Regions from separate parts of the Bicyclus anynana genome. Here region 1 is linked to region 2. The links are chromatin contacts, called in public Hi-C maps. All regions are on one chromosome and are shown on one strand. Each heading gives the region's core, a stretch centred on a gene start, on an enhancer-like site or on the middle of the called end of the contact. The rest is flanking DNA. Distances are from core to core; before and after follow the strand shown. Region 1 holds the start of LOC112052565 (integrin beta pat-3). Region 2 overlaps LOC112052565 (integrin beta pat-3).

The links. A called contact is a pair of places that touch in the nucleus more often than the background predicts.
Region 1: a Hi-C map of whole body shows a contact between it and region 2, with 4 times the contacts expected there. The contact joins the promoter of LOC112052565 here to the enhancer-like site in region 2. A contact is called at or near these places in 2 of 2 Hi-C or Micro-C datasets (whole body and whole larva).

What each region holds. Positions count from the first base shown.
Region 1 is chr3:14,900,648-14,906,253 of ilBicAnyn1.1, forward strand. LOC112052565 (integrin beta pat-3) reads right to left here and starts at 3,346. Exons shown (of 7, transcript XM_052891322.1): 1 at 2,994-3,346. The coding sequence starts at 3,140.
Region 2 is chr3:14,842,196-14,848,450 of ilBicAnyn1.1, forward strand. It overlaps LOC112052565 (integrin beta pat-3), which reads right to left. Exons shown (of 7, transcript XM_052891322.1): 7 at 1-2,064. Among protein-coding and RNA genes, the nearest start is that of LOC112052565, 59 kb to the right of the region's middle. Within about 2 kb of position 1,941, at least 7 of the 8 cell types and tissues checked have open chromatin away from gene starts, as enhancers often do.

The DNA.
Region 1 (5,606 bases), core at 2,096-4,595, 60 kb after region 2:
GCGAAGTAACCTTTTATCACGATAATGGTCGCTAATGACTTTATTATTATCACCCTAAGGCTACCAACCTGCATAGGAGCTGAATGGTGGGTCTAAGCACTACATCTTTCATATAAGAAGGGATGCCTGGCTTTTTAATCCACTATTAAAATATGCCAATAATGACAAGAAAAGCTTTAACAAACCCATTTAATAATAATAATTTTAAACATATTTCTGCGTCCCTTCAGTTTCCCCTTGTTCTGCATATTAGCACTACAACCAAAGCCGTGTGGCTTGGTTGTCGTTTGGTTGTAGTGCTAAGTCTTTCTAAAATATAATATCTATACACTTGCACAAGTAGGTACTAGGTATGTATAAACTGTTGGAGTTAAAAGAAGAAAAAGAATAGACACGGACGGAAGGAAACAATTGAGTCAATAACGTGGACTGGAACCGAACGCAATCTATTTTGGATTGAGTCACATGGACTTTATTGTCAGTCCTTTTATCCCAGGATCAGGTCATTCACGGGTATATTAGATTCTCATTAGCTTGACGCTTAGTCTTGAATCCACGCACGGTTTAGTCTATTGTCGTTCCCACTTGGTTGAAGGTTTCGCCTTCAACCAAGTGGGAACGACAATAGACTGGAGTGGAGTATTTTACATGTCTAATTAAAAAAATATATTACGGTTCACGTCACATCGATTCTTAAATTTTAAATTATAAAATTGTATTGCAGTGTATAATAATATGCTTGCAAACGGACATAAGTTAACATTAGTTAACAATTAGTTTGACGTTTAGTACATCAAGTAACATTGTGACGTCACAAAATGGACAGAATTTTAGATGTTTGGAAAATTTGAAAAATTACATATTTTTGAAATTAAGTTAAGAAATCCTTAACTTTTATTAATTGATATATTTCGGACCCTTATTCCATGTAGGTACTATACGAAATTATTATTGTTTATATTAAAATTGATATGAGTCATCTACCATAAACATCTTCAGTATTCCCTAACTACGATGTCAAATATAGAGTGAATAGGCACATCTATACTACATCCTTTCTTGATGAATACTGTTTACCAACAAACAAATTACAAATGAAGGTAAAAAACGCATTCATTTCATAACTTATTTATTTTAAATTATGTATAATTTGTTTATAAAATGTCATATAAAATATATTAACCATATCTAATCGTTCTAGAATTATCAATCAAATTTATTTTCATTAATTTGAAATAAGTTAATTATAATTATTATTAGGTGTGAAATGACTAGTGATGTATACCCTCATTTTAAATTTGTTTGTTGGTAAACAGTAGTCATCGAGAAAGGCTGTAGTATAGGTTGTAGGTTGTACCTTGCCGAACCATTCCATGCATTGGAATTTTATACACATAAGCTATTATTGGTATCTCCCTAAATATTTATAGTGCCTATCCTCTTAAAATCATTACGCTAAGCTTTATTTTTTCATGGAGTATGCAGTTGTTAAACTGGAGGCTTTTTTTATGTTGTGCAACATATTACACGATATTTTTTAATTAATCATAAGTATTACTGTGGTAGAGACGCCAATTAAAGCAGTGTTAAATAATATACCTACATAAAGTTGTTCATTCCACGATATAAAATTTTTCTGCACGTCACTGCCTTCTACTTAATAAGGAGGAAAATAAGCCAAGCCATATTATACACATCTTAAGTATAAAGAAATACAAATACCTACCTAACGCGTCATTCATATGACTCATGATATATGGAAGAGGGTTTTTAATTTTATTTGTGGCTTTTCCTAAGTGGGGGGTACATTTGGGCCCAGATGTTAGTTTTTAGGTCTTTACTCAAGATTCGTTCTAGAACTAAACACGATGAAAATATTTTCTAAGTAAGAATACGCTATAAATTTGGATTATCAATCCAAATTTATAGCGTAAATTTAAATTTATAGCGGCTATTATAGGCCGAGATTAATTTTTCAAACTATGAGGAAACTTGGATACCTGAGAATTTTCTCAATTCTCTACGTACGTGAAGTCTGCAAATCCATAAGGTCTAACCCCTCTCATTCTGAGAGGAGACTCGTGCTCAATAGTGACAGTAAAACGTTTTTATTCATTTAGTTGTTTCTCCTATCTTTGTAAATTAAATAGCTTAAATCGATGATCACTATTGCTAGCACTCTTTTTACAATTACATACTTAACCAAGCTTAACCACAGTAAAAAAATAACATTAACATGGCTTAACTGCTTCGTTGTTTCTGAGCCTATGAGGTTTCGATCACAAGGTACTGAGTTCGAGACCAGAGAAATGGTTAAGCATGACAAGCCGTTGACCCCGGACCCAGGTAATTCTCATTATCATCTGATAAAGATCGTTAAAGAATTCACCATTTAGTGTCAACCTTGTGTCCATCAACCCGCATTAGACCAGCGTGGTGGGCTTAAACTCCTTATCCCTTTTACTATAAATAGCGACGGCCTGTAGTGAGGCGTTAAAAAAGGCGATAAGGATGAAGATTACTTAAAGCTAATGAAAGTGCTAAAATACTTATTTTATTATTATATTAAATTAGTTCTTCGCAAATCGCAAAATATCTATATTTAAGTAATATAGTATTCGATAAATTAACATACCCTGTTATCTCTAATCTAACTAATCTATATTAGTGCAGTTTGTTTTAACAAATATTCATACTATGACAGTTACTGAGCTAGTAATATCTTTTAACGTCTGAAAGTAGAATACAATGTCTTCTAAAATATATTTACTTTCACATAAAAATAGTTTAATTAAATAAAAGTAACTATAAAAAAATATAATGTCGGTACCTATTTTTTGTGCTAGGAAAATATCTAAACTACCTTCAGATAAGACGATATATTTTAGAAAATCAGTAGGGTAGGGTAATAAATAAATATTTTTTAAACCACGAGAAAATGAATGAAATAAGTACGGTAGGTCAATAAATAAATCAAATTGAATAAAACTTACTTCATTCGGATCATTGCACCAGTGTCCACCACATCGGATGCAATCGTTGCAGTTCTTCAAATTCTTAAATTCCCCGCATTCGCGGTGAATTGCGAAAACTTGCTGAATTGATAATAAAATAACCACTGCAAACCACACTGAAGCCATTTTTATTTCAATAATTTATTTTTCGAAACATCAAATAAATACGAGCTTTGTTTTAAACCACAAACACTAGAAACTTTCGTCTGCTATCGTTGGAATCGTAAAATATCAAACACGCTTGGAGATTTAAAAATCGAACGCGCTCGAAAATTTAAATATCGAAACGCGCTCACAGTGTCGCGGACGGTCACAGACTACGGCGAAGGAATGACCTCTCTCGCTCACTTGATCAGACGTTTTACGAGATGAATCATCGTTTCCAAGGAAATTCGCGGAAATTGACATCTTTTTTTTTCGTTATCATTCTATTAGAAAGTGATAACTATGAAGTTACTGACTACTGTATTAAAAATATATTTATGAGGTGACTTTTTTGAGGTGAATTTGATTTATTATATTATTTTAATTATACATCATCGCCCAAGCAAGGCGGTTTTTAGAAGGAGATTGGAACTTTTAATTATGTTGGCGAAGTATAAAAATGTTACGAAGGGTTCGAAGAACATAAGAATAGAAAAATAGTAAAATTTTAATAAAATAATTAAATCTATATCGTAATTTTAATTTTATCTTTTTTATATTTATTTATTATACAGTAATAATATAAATAACAACTGTGATCCATACTTATATAATAATATCTCATTACCTACTATGTAATATACGTAAGTTTTTAGGGGTAACTTCCAGATCTACTGAACCTAAGATAAATTTTGAATATTCTTCCACAAATAGAAAACCACGTTATTTGTAAGTACATTTTATCTCAGTATATCACGGGAACTGGAAATACGCGGGTAAAACCGCAAGGCGGCGGTTAGTATATTATAAATGAAAATGCGCAAGTAAGTTTGATTGTCTTACAGATTTTCATGGTTAAACCGCTCAACCGATTGGGTAGCAATTTAGTATATACCTAGAAATTGGATTCTGAAACAGAACACGAGTAGGTATATATGTATAGCGCCATTTATAAGTATTTGACACTTTGAAACTGAGTTATACGAAAGAAAAGAGAGTCAAATTTTCTACATCAGTGGGGTTTAAGGGCTAGGGCCCCATTTCCAAGGCCCTAGGGCCACTGTTAGAGCGGTCCCACAGATAGCGGTCCCAGTCTCTACTCTTTGATACGAACGGTCCTATACGAGTATAGTCCCCGACGTAACTAATTCATCAGAAGTCCGGTGCACCGGACGACCTCCGACAGCAGGGCTTTTAAATCAGTCCCCGCTACTTTGACGACGAGCGTCTCCCGCAAAGGCTTTTTAATCAGTCCTCTGGGTTGGGTGGAGTGTTCCATTAGAGCAGGAGAACACCCCGAAATCCTGCCTTACTGTGTAGAAACGGACTCTCCATCACTTAAGCGATTTTCTACTATATATAGGTTTAAATTTTAAACACATCGCTAGCGTGAGTTAGGTTTTCCTTTTACAAATGATATAACTTTCTCAATATACTTATATTTTGTGTTCGGTGTTTAGATAGTTGTAATTGACAGTTATAAGTATATGTTTTTTATGTTTTATTGAATATATAATTATGTTATGTATTTTAATTTTTTATACATTAGAGTTTTTCAGTGGAATACGTAAAGCGCCATCTATTTTTAATAACGGTACTAAAGAAAATGAAGTTTACATGTTGATAAGATAAGTATATATTTTAATACTAGATTATTATACATCCATAATTAAAACATCAATATATTGCTGGTAATTGATATAATATTATATTTTGTTTCTAAGCATCACAGTCACATAGAAAAGTATCTTAATAATAATAAATGATGTTAATAGTATTTTGTACCTACAACATAATTTATTTACCTACATTATGGTTCATTAATACCTATTACATACGTTACTTTGTTAACGGCATAAAGAGGTATAAGTGATGCCATCTAGTCACGAATCACGTAAACTTTTAGCGCCCTCTGAAAAAAGAGGTTACTGTTTTTCCTTTTCAGACGTAATTTTCCTCAACTCAATATTATATTTAGATTAGTGATATATTGTCGTATATTATTATCCTAAATATCATCCACCCTATTCAATAGGTGGATGACATTTCTCAGTTGATTTGATGTTTATTCTAATAGGTTGTTAATAAAGACCAAATTAGTGTATAGGTCAGTAGGTGCCGATGGTTTAATGTGCTCTCCAAGGCACGGAGGAGTAGGTAACAACATGTGACTGATGTTTACCAATTTTTAACATTTCACCATGCTGTCACACTTCGCTTACTATGTTGTCGTTGCATGGATAAGAAAGAAAGAACTAAACTTTATGCTTGTTGTAGAGATAAAAGCTGTCGCATAGAATATACAATTAAAAACAATTTTTTGAGCGAAAAGGTGTCAAAATTTGAACTCAATCGATGTAAGACTTTTTGATCTTTTGACAGTACACAAATCAACTTGACGTATATTTAGAATTTAAGTAACATTCATATTTTATGCGGCTTACACAT
Region 2 (6,255 bases), core at 691-3,190:
ATATTTTCAGAGCAACATAATACCTTGTAGACAAAACCATGGAAAAACGTTACCTCTCACACTGCCTTGCAAGGTATATTAAGGTAAGAGAATTACCTAAGAGTTGAATACATTTGTTTTTATTGGGTAATTAACTACAAATTGATTCGTCAAAGTTGACGACGTAAGATTGTTTTTTGAGTAATATATTGTTTTTGAAATCTTATAACTAAATACCGGAAGAACTTTGTACATAGGTAGTAAGTAGTAGATCGCATAAAAAATCAGATTTAGTATTCATCGGAGAATGGTATCTCTCTACCTGTTTCCGTAATTTTTTTTCCGTGTATCGTATCTACGTAATGAATAATTAATTATTATTCTATGACGATTCTACAAACTGGAATATTAGGTATGTTTAAAAAGTCAACTTTTATGTCAATATTATACCTGTATGTATAAAATCAAAATTAAAAGGTACGGAAATACAAAAAATATTAATTACAAATGAAAAATAATGCAAGGTAGATAAATGTAGGTACTTTGCAAATTAGGTTGGGTATACTACCTATGTAAGTTTCCTATATTGTTTACGAGTCACAAATAGTTCGAATACCATGAGTCACTAACCCATCTTCTTAAAACTTATTTGATTTTTTTCTAAAATTGTCAGTCATAGTAAACTCGAATGAGATCATTTAGTCAGGGCACCTATAAGCCAATTGATCACGAAGTATTTGTGGGATTGCATATCAGCATTATATCTATGAAGCTACTGATAATAAGCTTTAATTGCATTTAAGACGCCGTTATTACAATGTCAAGGTACCCTCATTAATTGAGAAATGTGTGTAAACCATTCACAGTCATGACTAACAAATGGATGAACTCATACGTTAATGGCTCCCCATTTCAACTTCTACACAGAATTCATAAATCACCTAAAAACTAATGCTATTTAATATATTTTATACATTTTCTCTAAGCACGGTGACGTTTACTGATCGATTTACACCTTACGGATGAACTGTACTTCTGCGAACCAGCGCACGAATTTAAGTTAATCTAACTGTCAACATAAGTATTATTTAAATTCAATAACTTTGAGAATACATCCAGTTACAAGGTACGTAACTGGATGTATTCTCAGAGGTATTGATTATTTTTTATCATAAACTACTTAAACTTTAATCAAATCCATCAATCGTTTAATTGGAACTAATAGCTACTAAAATTAAGGTAAGTACCTACTTGTTACCTTCTTACTGTAATATAACATCAAGTAACAGGTGAAACCTCAACAGAGTAAGTACGTCCATAAGATGAATTATTTTGGAGATTTTAATATATAGTAAATAGTAACTCTATTAATACATTTGTCCGACTGTTCCGTACAACGCTTGTACGGAAGAATATTACTGAATCCACTCTAACCGGCAGGTGTAAATCGTTCGTAACTTCGCCACTTATTTCACCGTGCGTCAACACGTATTTTTTTAATAATCGAGATTGCTAATCTAAATACGCGATAACGTACGTACCATGACTCGTGTGAGTCACTTTATAAAATAAAACACTTATTACTTAATCATCTTAAATATCACAGAGGCATTACATAAAACGCGCTATTACTACTATACTGATCGTTTAGAAATTGCCAATTGTGTAATGATAGATAAAATATTTATAGATAAAGATAAAATATTGGCAGCAGTCGATAAACTACACATCTAATTAACAAATATTACAATTATTTATTATAAAATGTAACATAGCGTCCTTAATAGTGTGAATTCCACAAATCATAGGTACTTATTATTGACCAGAGATATATTGTAGTAGAATTAAAAATTGGACATTTCTAAACGATCAGAACGCACCTACTACTATTACTAACAGTATACATAGTTACAATTTGCGACGACGACACCGGACGAATGCAATTTCTTCATCATATCGTGTTGATCACAGGCAGTGTTGGAATGGGTTTCGATACGGGATACTGGGGCCGTATTGCAGTGTCCCCAACGCGTATACCGTTGACCCTTTGGCCCCAAGGTCCTCGGTGATTCAGGTATTACGTATCTATGGACAAAAGAAACAATAACGTAAGAAACTTGACAATACTGCCCCATTAGTCACACCTGTTTGTTAGTTTCGATTAGTCGTCAAATTAACGCTTGACTGCGATATCACTTGATGGTAGAGTAATTTTATGGAAGTATTTTTTTTACAGACTCTTAAAAAAACAGGTTCGGTAGGTTTTCAATCTATATGTAGGTATATACATTATGTTTATAACGATACATCCGATTTGCAAAAACGTTTTGTTTTTTGAATATTTTAGGGTAGATTTAAATATTCTATTTAATTCAATGGCGGTTCTTTTTTTCCTAAAAAAAAATATTTGTACAATTTTAAATATTTTTTTTTGTTTATAATAGTAGCAAATTTAACAGTTCCCTTGACTTTATTCATAATATTACGTAATATTAAAATTAAGAAGTCAATAACCCAAACGAATCTAAAAACAGAAACCAGTTTAAGCTGACATAACCAGAGACCAGAGATACGAGTAATAGTTACTCGTAGGTATATTTCAAGTTTCTTGGTCATATCCCTAATTTCTATACCAATTAGGGCGTTTCCATAGCATCATCAGGTGAGATCGCGGCCAAATCACATGTCATCGAAAAAAAACGCGTGCCATTGTGAGTCATATAGGATTTCTGTGACGCAGTATATGAGTCAGACGCTTTAGCGGTCTTATTGGTACCGAATACCGATTAACTGTTAGTAAGTTTATTACTAAACTTGTAAATATTTACCATATGATGGGGGAACGTGCGTATTTACTGTATTACTACTTGTATTTTGGAACGGAAGCGGCGCTTACAGGAAAAGGTAGGTTCAATATCAAAAACAAACAAAAATGGTTCAACAGTTTCAATGGTAGACGTTAGTCGTGTTCTTGGCCTGGGATAGCCAGACCTACCTTATTTTAATCAAATCAAATCAAAATATATTTAATGACAATTCAGTTTACAGTTTTTAGAAAAAATATGTAAATACTGCAACGGGCGGGGATGATCCTGGAGTCTTTCGGATTTTAATCAACCTCCTAACTCGTGAGCTATTGACTTGAGTAACAACTTGCTGAATAATTTCCGTCGCTTGTGTGGTCAAGTATAAAAAGAGTTTAATTGGCATTAATTGAATCGATAACGGATGTAACAATTAAAGTGTAATTGATTATGTAGGTATCTACTCTACGTAATGTGTAATTATGGTTTGTTCTTTGAACTGATATTCTGAATAAGCTTTTTTTCCTATTCATAATGTTGTTCGGTTTTTTACCATGACTAATGTACTGGTAAGTATAATTTGATCTCAAAATTCAAAATTCATTCATTTCAAGTAGGCTCAGCCTACAAGCTCTTTTGACACGTCAGTTGACTATTTGTAAAGATACTACCACCAGTTCAGAATGCTGGTTCTGCTGAGAAGAAACCGGCAAGAAACTCAACAGTTGCTGGTTTTAAAAAAGATCATAAAGTATTATATTTTAAATATTATTCTAGAAAAGTGGCATCTTGAGTTTTTAAATATTTTAAAAACTGTTTACAAAAACTAAGGAATAAGATGGAGTTATTGGTTATTATTGATTATTATATTAATTTACGTAAATGTTGTTAATGTAAAATTTTGAAATACAAATTATGATAAAAGTTTACATGCGGATGTGAAGGAGACGCGTGACGTTCGTTTTTTTATACGTTTCACCGGCTTCGCCACGCTGCTTGTAAAGACTCATTCTGTATGATCTTTATTCTGTGCTTCTGATATTCACGTACCTATACTACAGCCTTTCTCGATGAGTACTGTTTACCAACAAACAAATTAAAAATGAGGGTATAAATCACTAGTCATTTAACATCTTATAATAATTATAATTAACTTGGTCTTAAATAAATGAATTTATATTTGATTAATAAGCTTAGAACAATTAGATATGGTTAATATATTTTATATAACATTTTATAAACAAACAATACATCATTTAAAATAAATAAGTTATGAAATGACATGCGTTTTCTACCTTCATTTCAAAGGACAATGGTCTGGTGTTTGTTGATAGAATTCATAAGCGTCTACTAATGTAAACTATTACAGTTTGTAGAGAATAATTTATTTAATTTTTTGAAACAGAGAAAAAGGTCCAATTAAGTCCAAAAACCAAAATATATTCACATCAATTGAGACATCAATCAACATTTAAATAATTGAGTATGGCAACCATACTATTTATACGAATATTGCATATATCGGACAACTAGGGACGCGCACGATACCGAAAAGCCAGTATCGAATCGAATAAAATATCGTCATTGAACTACACGTATTCAATGACATCAGTTTAATTTCAGCAGAACAAACATATAAACTAATATTTATGACGAATTAATATAATTATTTTGAAATATATATAAAATATTTTGATTTTCAAACAAGTAATAGTAATTAATTTAAATGCAATTGGTACAATTATTTAATTTAAATTACTTATTTCTAATCATGACAAAATACTGCTAAAGTTCACTCTTACTTGGCGGCATTTTACATTTAAGTAATAAAATAAACAAAATATAATAGTCAAATATGTTAATAACAATTATTACCAACAGTAAGCCATATGATATATTTTAATAATCAAAGGAAAGGAACAAGTGTTTACAAACGTATTTATTGTTTAAGTATGTTCGACAAGATTTTAAATAAAGGTAAAACGTAAGTAAAAATAGTAAGTAATTTCCTGAAGATTACTTATTGATTACAAAAATAACAGTATCGAAAGGAGATCGATAATCATTAATCGATACTATAAAGTATCGATACTTTTACGTGTTCCTATGACAAGTCATGCACTAACAATTCAACTGTGAACTGTCAGTCAGTTGTCACATCGCGACGTAATTTCGTTGTTTGCGTACTTAAGCGTCTTGTAAATCTTGTTGCATTTTTCCGATACTTATCAAATGATTTTCTGTACCTACATTATTTTTTAACGACCGCTTATGTTTATGGGCACCGATTCTCCCGCTAAACTACTGACTTAAAACACTATTGTATTAAATTCCACGTTGATTTTTAGATTTAATTAGGAAGGTTCTTTTTTATAAAGTATGTATATTATCCATGTCTAAGAGAAAAATGGGGATCAAACCTACTTTTTATGTTCTTCGATCGAACCCAAATACCCAGCTTCAAAATCATGGAATACTTAAGACTTCAATATAAAAAGTAGGTCTCTATTCGTTGTTGACAAAACATATCCTCTAAAACTTCAAACATAAATATCTTGAATTCCAGACTTCACATAATATTAAACCATAAGAATAAATTGTTAAGAAAATAATTCTCTCTCCGCGTCGTGTTCCTCATTACTGAGGGTCGTGACCCCTATCACACATTAATAACTTTTTTCCGCACGATGTCACGCCATGCGGCTCGGCTTTTCGCGACTTGTAGAGCATCGTGTACTTTTGTATCGAGAGTGGTGCGGATTTGATCTGACCAACGCATCGGGCTACGTCCCCGAGGTCTCTTTCCTTCCACTTTGCCAGTGATAACAAGTTTCTCTAGGTTATCTCCTTCTCTCCTGGCAATGTGACCGAAGTACTCGAGGATCCTCTGAAGACAGGTGGTGGAAAGTCTTTTCGAGATGTTGAGTTGTTTCAACACCGATGCATTGGTCCTATGCGCTGTCCACGGAACACGGAGCATTCTTCGCCAGCACCACATCTCAAAGGCATCTATGCGATGCCGATCAGCTGATTTGATAGTCCATGTCTCAGCTGCATATGTGAATATTGGAAAGATTAGAGTCCGGACAAGACGCATTTTTGTGTTTAAGGAGATGTTCCTGTCTTTCCAAATTTTATGCAGTTGAGACATGGCACTTTTGGCCATCCCAATTCTCCTGCGAATTTCCATCTCACATGATCCTGTGTTTGTTATATTGGAACCCAGATATATGAAATTTTGAACTATTTCAAGATTCAAAGAGCCAGTGAGTTGTAATTTATTGGCGCGATCAACAACCATTAATTTTGTTTTCGATTTGTTTATGGAGAGACCCATTTCTTCGCTCACACGTGCCATTCTGTTCAATAAAGATGTCATCTCTCCCTCCGATGCTGCTAAGAGAGTTGTGTCATCAGCGTAGCGTAAATTGGTTAACTTTGCTCCACCAATGCTGATGCCACCATCCCAGTC